2 separate regions of the Oncorhynchus mykiss genome follow, and region 2 is linked to region 1. Evidence: chromatin contacts called from public Hi-C data. All regions are on one chromosome and are shown on one strand. Each heading gives the region's core, a stretch centred on a gene start, on an enhancer-like site or on the middle of the called end of the contact. The rest is flanking DNA. Distances are from core to core; before and after follow the strand shown.

Evidence for each region. A called contact is a pair of places that touch in the nucleus more often than the background predicts.
Region 2: a contact with region 1 is called in a Hi-C map of liver, with 2.4 times the contacts expected there. The contact joins the enhancer-like site here to the promoter of LOC110501646 in region 1. A contact is called at or near these places in 3 of 3 Hi-C or Micro-C datasets (blood and liver).

What each region holds. Positions count from the first base shown.
Region 1 is chr22:26,445,712-26,451,331 of USDA_OmykA_1.1, reverse strand. It overlaps LOC110501646 (anosmin-1), which reads left to right and starts at 4,112. Exons shown (of 14, transcript XM_021579348.2): 1 at 4,112-4,405. The coding sequence starts at 4,211.
Region 2 is chr22:26,479,232-26,484,594 of USDA_OmykA_1.1, reverse strand. It overlaps LOC110501647 (F-box-like/WD repeat-containing protein TBL1X), which reads right to left. Exons shown (of 15, transcript XM_021579350.2): 2 at 2,285-2,458; 3 at 1,746-1,891; 4 at 1,111-1,330. The coding sequence starts at 2,342. Among protein-coding and RNA genes, the nearest start is that of LOC110501647, 17 kb to the right of the region's middle. Within about 2 kb of position 3,839, at least 5 of the 11 cell types and tissues checked have an H3K27ac peak or open chromatin away from gene starts, as enhancers often do. A contact at or near this core is called in liver, where this site is marked.

The DNA.
Region 1 (5,620 bases), core at 2,863-5,362:
TGTCGTGCTTTTAAATGAATAAGGGATCATCTGTAGCGATGAAAGACTTGTATGGGAGGGCTTGTATGGGAGGTCTGGGAACTGTCCCTTTCTTTTGCCAGTGGTCTGTTTTCTCTGCAGTAGGCTGAAGAATATCATGCAATGGCTATAGATAGTATTGTCTGCTCTGAGACCAAATAGAAAGTGTTGGGGGGGAATACGTGAAAATGAAAGGTGAGCCAGCCATGTAAAGGTGTTCTGCATTCATTCCACAACAGAAAGTGTTGGATTTATTGGAGGGGTTAAGGTTAAAGGCCCAATACAGCTGTTTTTATATCAATATCAGACCGTTTCTGGGTAACAATTAAGTACCTTAGTGTAATAGATTTCCATTAAAATGGGCAAAAATAGCTTTCTAGCAAAAAACTATTTCTCAAGTAAGTATTTTGCAAATAATGTCTGGAATTGGTCTGAGTGTGGAGTCTATTAACCAATTTACCGCAAGGGGATGTCACCATGGAAAGCCAAAACTCCCGCCCATGCAAACCTACTGATTAGAAGATCCTGTGGAGATTGTATTATCACCCAGCAACTATAAGGAAATAACACGGATCACATTTTGAAACACTTTGACAGTGTTAGTTTTATAAGCTGTTGTACAATAGGACATGTATTTTGAATTTTGATTGCACTGGGTTTATAAGATGAGTGACTTACACATTCCACATCGACCTCTATATATTGTGTTTGTGATGGTTGTAGCAGAGGCCATTATGGTTCAGAGATACTCATCTATAATACCACTGTTGGTGTTGACCAGGCTACTGACTGACAGAGTCTGTATGACCAAACATGGGCTTCAATGAAGAACACTGGCAGATGGCAAAGTGAGGAGGTCCATGGGACTGTTAATACCTTGATGTATTTCAGTTAATCATACTCTGTTCCTCCAAAGACGCTAGTTATAAAATAATCAAATGTGAACTTTACAGGATAAGTAACAAGAGCAACGATCAACATGATCACAATCACTATCAGAACCTATACAAACGAAATGACCTCATTTAATTTGATCGATAATGTCATTGGTACACACATAGAGGTAGGCAACTTTCAATCTGTCTGCTTTTGTTTCATGCATTGGATAGGCTACTGCTTGAACACTAGAGTATTTTACAGCTTATGTACTTAGTCTGCCCATACCTCACTAAAATAACTCAAGCTATCTTGTTCTTGATCATCAGTCAGGATCCTGTACATGCTTGTCCCTTCTGATCTTCATACCACTGCAGTCACAGGTGTGTGTAACAATGACTACACCTGCAGCCTTTGGGATCAAAGATGGGTGCTGAGCACTTCTTCGCTCAACAACATCAATACTGGGTGAAAACGGATGCTGGTTTGTTATCAATTCAAAAACTTTTTTTTCCATATCATGTGTCAAAGCCCATATTTGTGTAACCTGGGGGAAAAAGCAGACCATGCAACCAGTGGAATATACCAGACTACGGCAGCTTGGAAGTCATGCTCAGTGAGATTGACAGTTTGACAGAGGGTTTCCTATATAGAAGCCCTCAACTGGCTGAAACACCACTATTTCCACATATTTTGCAGGCAAGGAAGTGTACCCATAACAACCTGGCATGTCACACTCAATCATCTCCAAGATACTAGAAAATTAGGGTACTTCACATCAATTCTCAGTGTTTGGTTTATCATTGATATTTTGTTTATGTTAAGGCACCATTTTGTGTATGGGTCTACAGCTTGAGGTCAAAGGTTGAGGTCAGAACAGAGGTCATGGGGTGTGGTGGTTAGGGTCAGGCCATTCAGAGGTGATGCAGGGATTAGGGGATTTTAGAAAGGAAGTTCTGGTTAATGGGCTTCAGTTGACATTGTCCTGGAATATATTAACACACAAAGATTCTAACCAATGATTGCAATGATAGCATTATGCTCTCACCCATCTCCTTTTAGAGAAGAATGCCAACAGGGCAATCATACAAATTCTATATCCAACAATACAAAACAGTGTCTTTATACTTTCTAGGTAGTTACCCTATAGATGGCTCATTATAGAGAATTCAGACTTCTGAGCCAAGTACACACTGGTTTATTTATGTGTGTAAACATCAGTTGCCAGTAGAGACCCCCACAGTAATTAATGGAGCGAATTAACACAGTGACGTGGGTAGCTGAAAAATCAGGTTCCACCTCTGCCCAGACAAACACCTCCGCTCCTACTCTGGCTTTATGACCTGAGTTCAGTATTGGCAGATTTTTCCCAGTCAATGAAACACTGGAGTCGGTCAGAGGAGGGATGCATGCGTGTCCTACAGGCTGTAGGAGACATTAGGACCGCACACAGGCACCGTGTTTCCTTCACCACACACCATAAAACCCCTACCACACATGGCTGTAATAAGCCAGAAAATGAAGCCATTACACCATTTTTAAGGTACACAGACATCCGTGTTTAAATATTTTAAGAGTGGCAAGGGATCTCTCACCACAAGTTACATTGTACTCTGGGACCACCAGGGAAATGGACACCCATTCAAATAGGGGTTCTGCAGCCACGGGGATGTATTTACACACCATGCAGCAGCATCAGAAAGCCTTATCTCTTCTATAATCACAAATCATACCCTAGCAGACATGTATAGAGGGTTAATAACCTACAGGAGGCTATAGAATATGTAAATGATAAAAACTGCATTGTTATTGGAAACAGAAACTATTATTTTGGGGGTGATCCCTATCCTTGGCACTGGCAGCCTCATGCTTTCCAGGATGTATTTGTATGGCTGTATTAACAGACCCATTTCATTAGAGAGAGAGAGAGAGGGGTAAGGGCTGAAGTGCTTGGCACAGAGCATCGCTAGCCTAGGGCGAGCTGCATGGCTACCTGAGCCAAAATCTAATGATTGTGTTAGTCTCCGTTTGGATCCCATTCTGCAGACTGTTTAAGAGCAACACTTATAAAAGCTCATTACAATACTTCTGTAATGGTGTACGGCAAAGTACTCCATAAGCTGAGAACAGCAGAGAAAGAATGTCTAGTAGACCCCCTAGGGAACTTCCTTATTAAAGATGGATGTTGTTTTTCTTCTTCTTCAAAGATTTCAACCTTTTCCTACATGTCATATTTGCTCCATTCCCTGGGCTATGAAACAATGCCAAATTTTGGGAGACCATGTTGAGGAATTTGTTTTAGGGCGGTTTACATTTTTTCCAGGTAGAATAGTTTTTCCAAGCTACTGTTTAACGTTGAGGCACAGACTGGTGGAAAGGGATTCCCTGATATGTTGGCAGGCTTTCCAGGGGCCATATGTGGGGGCTTGGTTTAGACGACCTGTCTATTCTGTATTTCTGATGTATTGTGTCATCAGTAGGTGGCAGTAGGTCGAATACTTCCTGCAATCCGCTGCACACATGAAATGTGGAGCTTCCTGTAAATGGTGTTGCTTATGTATGAGCCATTTATGTTTTGGAGAGATTGTCTATAATTAAGATCTGCTGAACGTCTCATTGCACACACTAGGATAGAGGTTTTCCAAGTGGACCTGATAAACTAGGCTACCCTGTTTATCATGCAGTATTACAATGTCATGAGGTGGCAGGTAGCCTAGTGGTTAGAGTGTTGGGCCAGTCACCAAAAGGTTGCTAGCTTGAATCCCTGAGCTGACAAGATGAAAAATCTGTTGATCTGCCCTTGAACAAGGCACTTAACCCTAATTGCTCCAGGGTCACTGTCAATCACTCTTATAGAGTACCTGACTGTGAGGCCACTCTGTGAGAGTGTTTCAGGGGGAGTTGGGATACGCAAAAAAAACACATTTCCCATTTCACACCTGACAGGTTACCCACTGGTACATGCAGGTAGAGACAGTTCAAATAATCAATATATTTCCAATACATTTGAGGTGACATTGAATATAAATGTTATTCATAACAATTGTCTTAATTGATTTTCAGCACAAAATCATTCAACCATCTACTCAAATAGAATTCATATTTGAAAATGCTTGATAGTGAGTCCATAACCTCTACCTGCTGCAAGGCACTCGCAGTATTTGCCAATCACCACGGTATCCGCCAATCACAAAGCGCACGCGGTTCTGACTCCTCCCCAGTGTATAATTGAAGTTTCTTTAGTTTCTACAGCCGAGTCAACACGCAGTGTAGCCCGATCAGTGAACGCATAAAAAGCAGCACCCGTCGTCGAACAATGTTGCCCAGGAGCTTAACTGTATGTGTGACCCTGTGTCTATGGATTACAGTGTTGTCGACCCATGGAACCTTCGCTGCGAGGACCAGGCAGGATGACTCGTTCTTCACTACTAGCATTTACCGAGCAAGATGCGCCTCGAGATGTCTCAGCCTGCATATCACTCGCATCTCTGCTTTTTTCAAGCACTCCCAGGTAGGAGCGTGTTGCTCACAGTCTGTCCAACTTTTACGCTTCATGTGTCCCCCTCAAAATAAAAAAAGTGTGTGTGTGTGTGAGTGTGTGTGTGTGTGTGTGTGTGTGTGTGTGTGTGTGTGTGTGTGTGTGTGTGTGTGTGTGTGTGTGTGTGTGTGTGTGTGTGTGTGTGTGTGTGTGTGTGTGTGTGTGTGTGTGTGTGTGTGTGTGTGTGTGTCACCCCATATGGATGAGTTGATGAATAGGCTATTGGACATGAATGCGTCTGTCACATTACAAATGAAACAAGGCATAAATTAAGTGGTTCTGAAATGTAAACAAAATAGCCTACTGATAGTTTTGTTGGACTTCACTTGTCACACAGTGACTAAAACAGTGGCAGCTGATGACCCTATAGGACTTGGAGTCTATTGGTTTTGCTTTCCACAGCTGCAAATTTGATGCATATTGTGTACATACTGTATTGTGGGCACTTATTATTATTATTATTATTATTATAGTGGAAGGACATTATAGCCTTGCTGTTTTGTGCATGTGAAAACCTTTTTTGTCAAACTGGTTCATTAATTCTCCATAGTAAGAAATATGAGGGCTGCTTTTGATTTTGAGTCTTAAGAATGTTGTGCTTAGATGTTTGATCTGATTTGTTTATATCCCTCTATCAAAATGGGCCAGTTTTATTTTTCACCCCATATATTCAATTACCTCACAATTAGCACCCACAATAACCCAGAAAATGGGTCACAATATGATTATGCATACCGAAGATGACCACCAAGCATGTTTCGATGCTCTTCTAGAATTTGAGTTGGAAGAAGTGATTTGCTGTGGAATTAACCTTGTAATTGGGTGATTTGGTATGTGGTGTCAGAAGTTGTTTTTCACCCTCCACTAGACACATTGTTCTCTCCAAGGACACAGTAAAAAGATCATTTTCTTCCCCCAACTGTCTTTCACCTCCTATCTGCACTCAGTTTTTAGTTTTTACTTAAGAACATTTGCAGGATGAAGGCTGGGCTTATACTCTCTATTCTATTTAATTACTGATTGCTGTGTGTTTTGGAATCAATGTTGGGAGAGCTCGTCAACTGTTATTAACTATCATTGAGTGCTTTGTCTCCCTCTCCTGTCTTCTCTCTTTATATTAGTTGGTTTTATGTTAGGAAGCATTGATATATTTTATTTCAGATTCTTTATTATACCATTTAGTCTAGT
Region 2 (5,363 bases), core at 2,590-5,089, 34 kb before region 1:
CAATCCTAAGGGCCTGCAGCGCAATCCTAAAGGCCTGCAGCGCAATCCTAAGGGCCTGCAGCGCAATCCTAAGGGCATGCAGCGCAATCCTAAGGGCATGCAGCGCAATCCTAAGGGCCTGCAGCGCAATCCTAAGGGCCTGCAGCGCAATCCTAAGGGCCTGCAGCGCAATCCTAAGGGCCTGCAGCGCAATCCTAAGGGCATGCAGCGCAATCCTAAGGGCCTGCAGCGCAATCCTAAGGGCCTGCAGCGCAATCCTAAGGGCCTGCAGCGCAATCCTAAGGGCCTGCAGCCTAATCCTAAGGGCCTGCAGCGCAATCCTAAGGGCCTGCAGCGCAATCCTAAGGGGCTGCAGCGCAATCCTAAGGGCCTGCAGCATCCCTGTCTGTTCAGACAAGTGTGAAAGAAAAATGACATATTTACCTGATTTGTTTGATATTAGTAGTTAGCAATTAATACTTAATAGGAAGAAATGTCTGTCCTGTTAGTGTCTTTAATTATTGCAATAATTAAATCAATATTAAATAAAGATGATTGTTTGAAGAAATTACCCAATCTCTCTCAGCACTGAATTTCCATGGCACAAGTAATCATTATTTACAGTAAGATAGTCTTTCCTGATGCTCTGCCACTCACCCACACATTAGACTTTAACTCCAGTGGGATCGGCTGACAAACATCCACAAAATCCGCTTCTCCCTAGTCTAATGCGTCACCTGACCCACACCTCTCTGGTTTCACTGGCTGAACTCTACAAGCATCTGAACAGTTAGGGAGGCACAATAAAAGGTAAATGCAGGCAGGGTCAAATTCACCAACACTCAATGCCATGTCACTAATGACCTCACATTTGGTGAAAACCACACTGTTCTGAAGTAACCCCCCCCCCCCCCCACACACACACACACACACACACTTAAAGCTGTACTAGTATTGTGCTCAAATAAACCAATGTGATGTTGATCATGCTTGGGTTTGCTGATTTATGGAGATTCAGCTGCCTCACATAGTAAGTATCGAGATAATGTAGGAAAACATTATTTGCTAAGTTACGACACGAAAATACCAGCTAGCAACAGCTAAATGGGTCAGAGAGGAAGTAATTCTTACAGATGGTGTGTGTTCCGTTTTCCTCCCCGTTCACGGTGGCCTCTCCGTTCTTTGTTGCATTAAGTTGGTTGCTAGCGGCAACAACTGCCATGCTGCCGGCCGCCTGTTGCTGGGCTAGCTTGTCGCGGAAGGCCTGCTGCCGCGTCTGTACCACGTCCGGCATCACCGCGTCGATGAGTGACAGAGACTCGATGGGCCGCCCATCAAACACTGTGCCATCCTGCCAAACATGCCAGGGTTACACCATATTTCATTAAAGGTGGGATTTAATTTGTTTTAATTTACCAAGTACAATAGTGTATTGATTTTTGTATTTATTTTTGTATTGTTAACAATTTATGATTTTGATCAATTTACTTCACTGTACTTCACTATATTAGTGAAGGCAGTCTTATATAACCCCATGGATTTATATGGAGAGTGTGTGTTTGTTCTGACAGTGGTAGTCCAAGGTTGTATTCTCTAGGCACCAAACAATAGAAAACAGATTGAAACAGGGAGGAACTATGTGGACTTTTACAATAAAAAAACAAATTTTTGTGTTCTGTTGCAAAACATTTTGCTACGGTGTGCACTAATGAATGTGTCCCAAGGCAGCACTAGACAGCAGCCTGGACTGGAGCAGCTGGCCTCACCTCATTGATGCTGATCTCTGCCTCCACATACTGGAGGCCTTTCTGCAGGATGGAGATGAGGGCAGCAGGGGGCACTAGAGTTCCATTGATGTTGGACTGGCTGATGTGGCTCTCAATTCCAAAGGTGAACGCTGAGTGGGAGAAACCTGGAAACGAACACACAGAGAACATAGTCAGTACAATGACAACACCAGAGACCCTGCAACACAAACCTCTTACTCCTATACAAACATATCTACACTTTTTATGTCAATGTTATGCTATCAAAAAAATGCAAGTGAACGCAGACAGCGGAGCGAGTCAATTATCCGTACCAAGTATACTTTTTCAGTGCGATATATTTTGAAATGCCAGAGCTATCATGCGTTTCACCAATGACGGGCTTCAAAGAAAGCCCCAACAAAAGAGTAGGAACTCAATAATTCATTCAACCTGTGAAATACAGGTTAGCATGAATGGCATGAGAGACAGACACCGACATACAGGCAGACAGGCACAGACAGACAGTGTGTTCCAGGAAGTTTGGCAGTCATACATACCTGACTCCTGAAGATATCTGTAGACCAAGAAGTTAACTTCATCACTGGTTATACTCATCTTAGCCCACCTCGATGGAGGAGGTACTGTATCTTAGCCCACCTCGATGGAGGAGGTACTGTATCTTAGCCCACCTCGATGGAGGAGGTACTGTACGTAGTAAAGATGGACTCAGTCTAGGGAAGAGAGAGAGGAAGACATTGAGTTTTAGATTCATTACACAGCTAGCTACATAATTTCAGAAGACAACAAGCTTCCCAACGAGTGGGACAATGTAGGTTACCGTTTTTCTTGGTAGGTCCCCAATCATCATAACCAAATGACTTGACAGCTACCTTGTCATCACATACAGAGATAAAGCAAGAACATAAATGTGTCTCTGTCCATGGTTAGAAGCGCACACACAAAGGAAAACCCAACTAACTCCCTCCATTAGTGTGGGCCCCCATTTGCCCATTGGCTGCACTTTTCGACCCACTGAGAAAGGCAATGACCGGGTCACTTAGCCAGCGAATCCATCTCCACTGCACAGGCCAAGTATTCCCCCATCTCTCTATTGTGACATGACTGCGGCGTCCAATTCCATTAGTGACCTGGCCACTGATCTAGATGGATAGAAGCCTAATAAAGCATTACAGGGCATTGAATGCCTACTGCCGTTATCTAGTAAACTGTAGAGAGCTTAGCACATGGCGTAAGGATAATTACTGGTAAAGTTGGGGGACTTTCGCATCATTCTCTCTTTCTCAGATAACACTTTATTGGCGCCGACGTGAACAGTTCAACTTGGCATTCTTTCAAAACTACTGGGAGCTGAAGAAAAACAACATAAAAACAGAAGCCTTTAGAATCACAGCAATTGAGTTATTGTTCCCACTGATGAGCTAGCCTTCAGGCTAATGAGGGCTTCGCTACAATGGGATGATTCATCATTTTCCAACAATATATTAATGAATTGGCAGTACACATTATATTGTGCATAATAGGGAAGGAAATACGAAGGTGAGACTGGGACTTTACTTTTGTAATTGAGAGAGAAAATTCTGAAACTGAAGGTGCAACCAAGTAAACATTATTTTGTATCAAAGCCCATGTATAGTTAAGAGTAGAGCTGAATCTCAAACTGAAGGGAAAGCAGACAACAAATATTTGATATACCACACATAATGCAGTCAATACCATGTAGACAACCATACACTGTAAAATGCTTCCTATTCACATTGGTAGCGCCAATCATATTCAACATTTGACCAAAGATTGAAAAACTTGAACCTCTGTACCTCTTCAAAAACTGCCAGTTATCCATCATAAACACCCCCACTAAAACAGTTAAGACTTCCTCGGAGATTAACAATACATTTGAACTTGATCCTAAACCTATCATTCAGAATGCTGAATCATGGCCATTGTTATATTTTGTGCTTTCAGTCTGACTTGAGGGGTAGAACTGGACAAGAGGGACAAGCTTCCTTCCAGACCAGATACAGAGTAGAGCCAGTCAGTAAGAAATGCAGGCCTCTCTAACCTCCATACCACACCACTCACAGAGCTCAACTCACTCCCAAGAGTCACCCTTTGGTAGCATAGCAACCAGCAGGAACCAGTTGCAAAATACACAGAGAATACTGTTACAAGTGGGCCCTGTGCCAGCTGGGTCGAAAATGTTACCCAACATGAATAACACACGTCTTTCACCTTGGGATATTATTTCACATGGACTCTCTGGCTTTATTGCACCGCACAGCAGACATGCAGCGCTCAAATGAAATAACCCCCGATATTGGCTAAGTGTGAATGTTCACATTAATTTTCCTCCAAAAAAAAGAGATGGTGCTATGATTTGGAGCTGGTGTGAGAATCAATCTCACACTGAGACACATTCCCCTTATGGCGTTCCATGAATACATAATCATACCACATGTTATTGAATGAGAACCATTGCTTGATTTAGAGTATCATAAAACCCAAAATGCAATACATTTAAACATGATCAATAACGTATTATACATTTTAAAAAGTACAACATAAACACCAAAGCTGGAACAAGTCCCATTTTCCCTAGCATTCTAGCTAAGCCAAGCCTTTGTGTGATAGTCTGGGTGGCCTGCAGAGCTCAATGCCAACCCACTAAACTGCTTCTCTTTGGGCTAATTAGATAACAAGCAGGGTCTGGCTAGAAGGGAAGGCATATCTGTATCAAAGCTGTGAGACGCTGCTCCCATGGCCGCCACCCCCACAACAACTGGAAACATAATTATACTGAACAAAATATAAAACACAACATGCAACAATTTCTAAATGTTTACTGAGTTACAGTTCATCTAAATAAATCCGTCAAGTTAAATAAATTAATCAGGCCCTAATCTATGGATTTCACATGACTGGGCAGGGACGCAGCCATGGGTGGGCCTAGGAGGGCGGGCATAGGACCACCCACTGGGGAGCCAGGCCCAGCCAATCAGAATGAGTTTTTCCCCAGAAAAGGGCTTTATTACAGACAGAAATACTTCTCAGCATCCCCCATCCCCCTCCTCAGACAATCCCGAAGTTGAAAAAGCCGGATGTGAAGGTCCTGGGCTGGTGTCGTTACTCGCGGTCTGCGATTGTGAGACCAGTTGGATGTACTGCCAAATTCTCTAAAACAACGTTGGAGGTGGCTTATGGTAGAGAAATTAACATAAAATTATGTTGGGACAGTCCTGCAGTCAACATGCCAATTGCATGCCCCCTCAAAACTTGAGACATCTGCACATTTTAGTGTCCTTTTATTGTCCTCAGCACACGGTGATTAGTGATTAATCGGAATGGCCGATTAATTAGGGCCGATTTCAAGGTTTCATAACAATCGGAAAACTGTATTTTTGGGCGCCGATTATTATTATTTTTATTTATACCTTTATTTAACTAGGCAAGTCAGTTAAGAACACATTCTTATTTTCAATGACGGCCTAGGAACGGTGGGTTAACTGCCTCGTTCAGGGGCGGAACGACAGAGTTTCACATTGGCAGCTCGGGGGATCCAATCTTGCAACCTTACAGTTAACTAGTCCAACGCAATAACGACCTGCCTCTCTCTCGTTG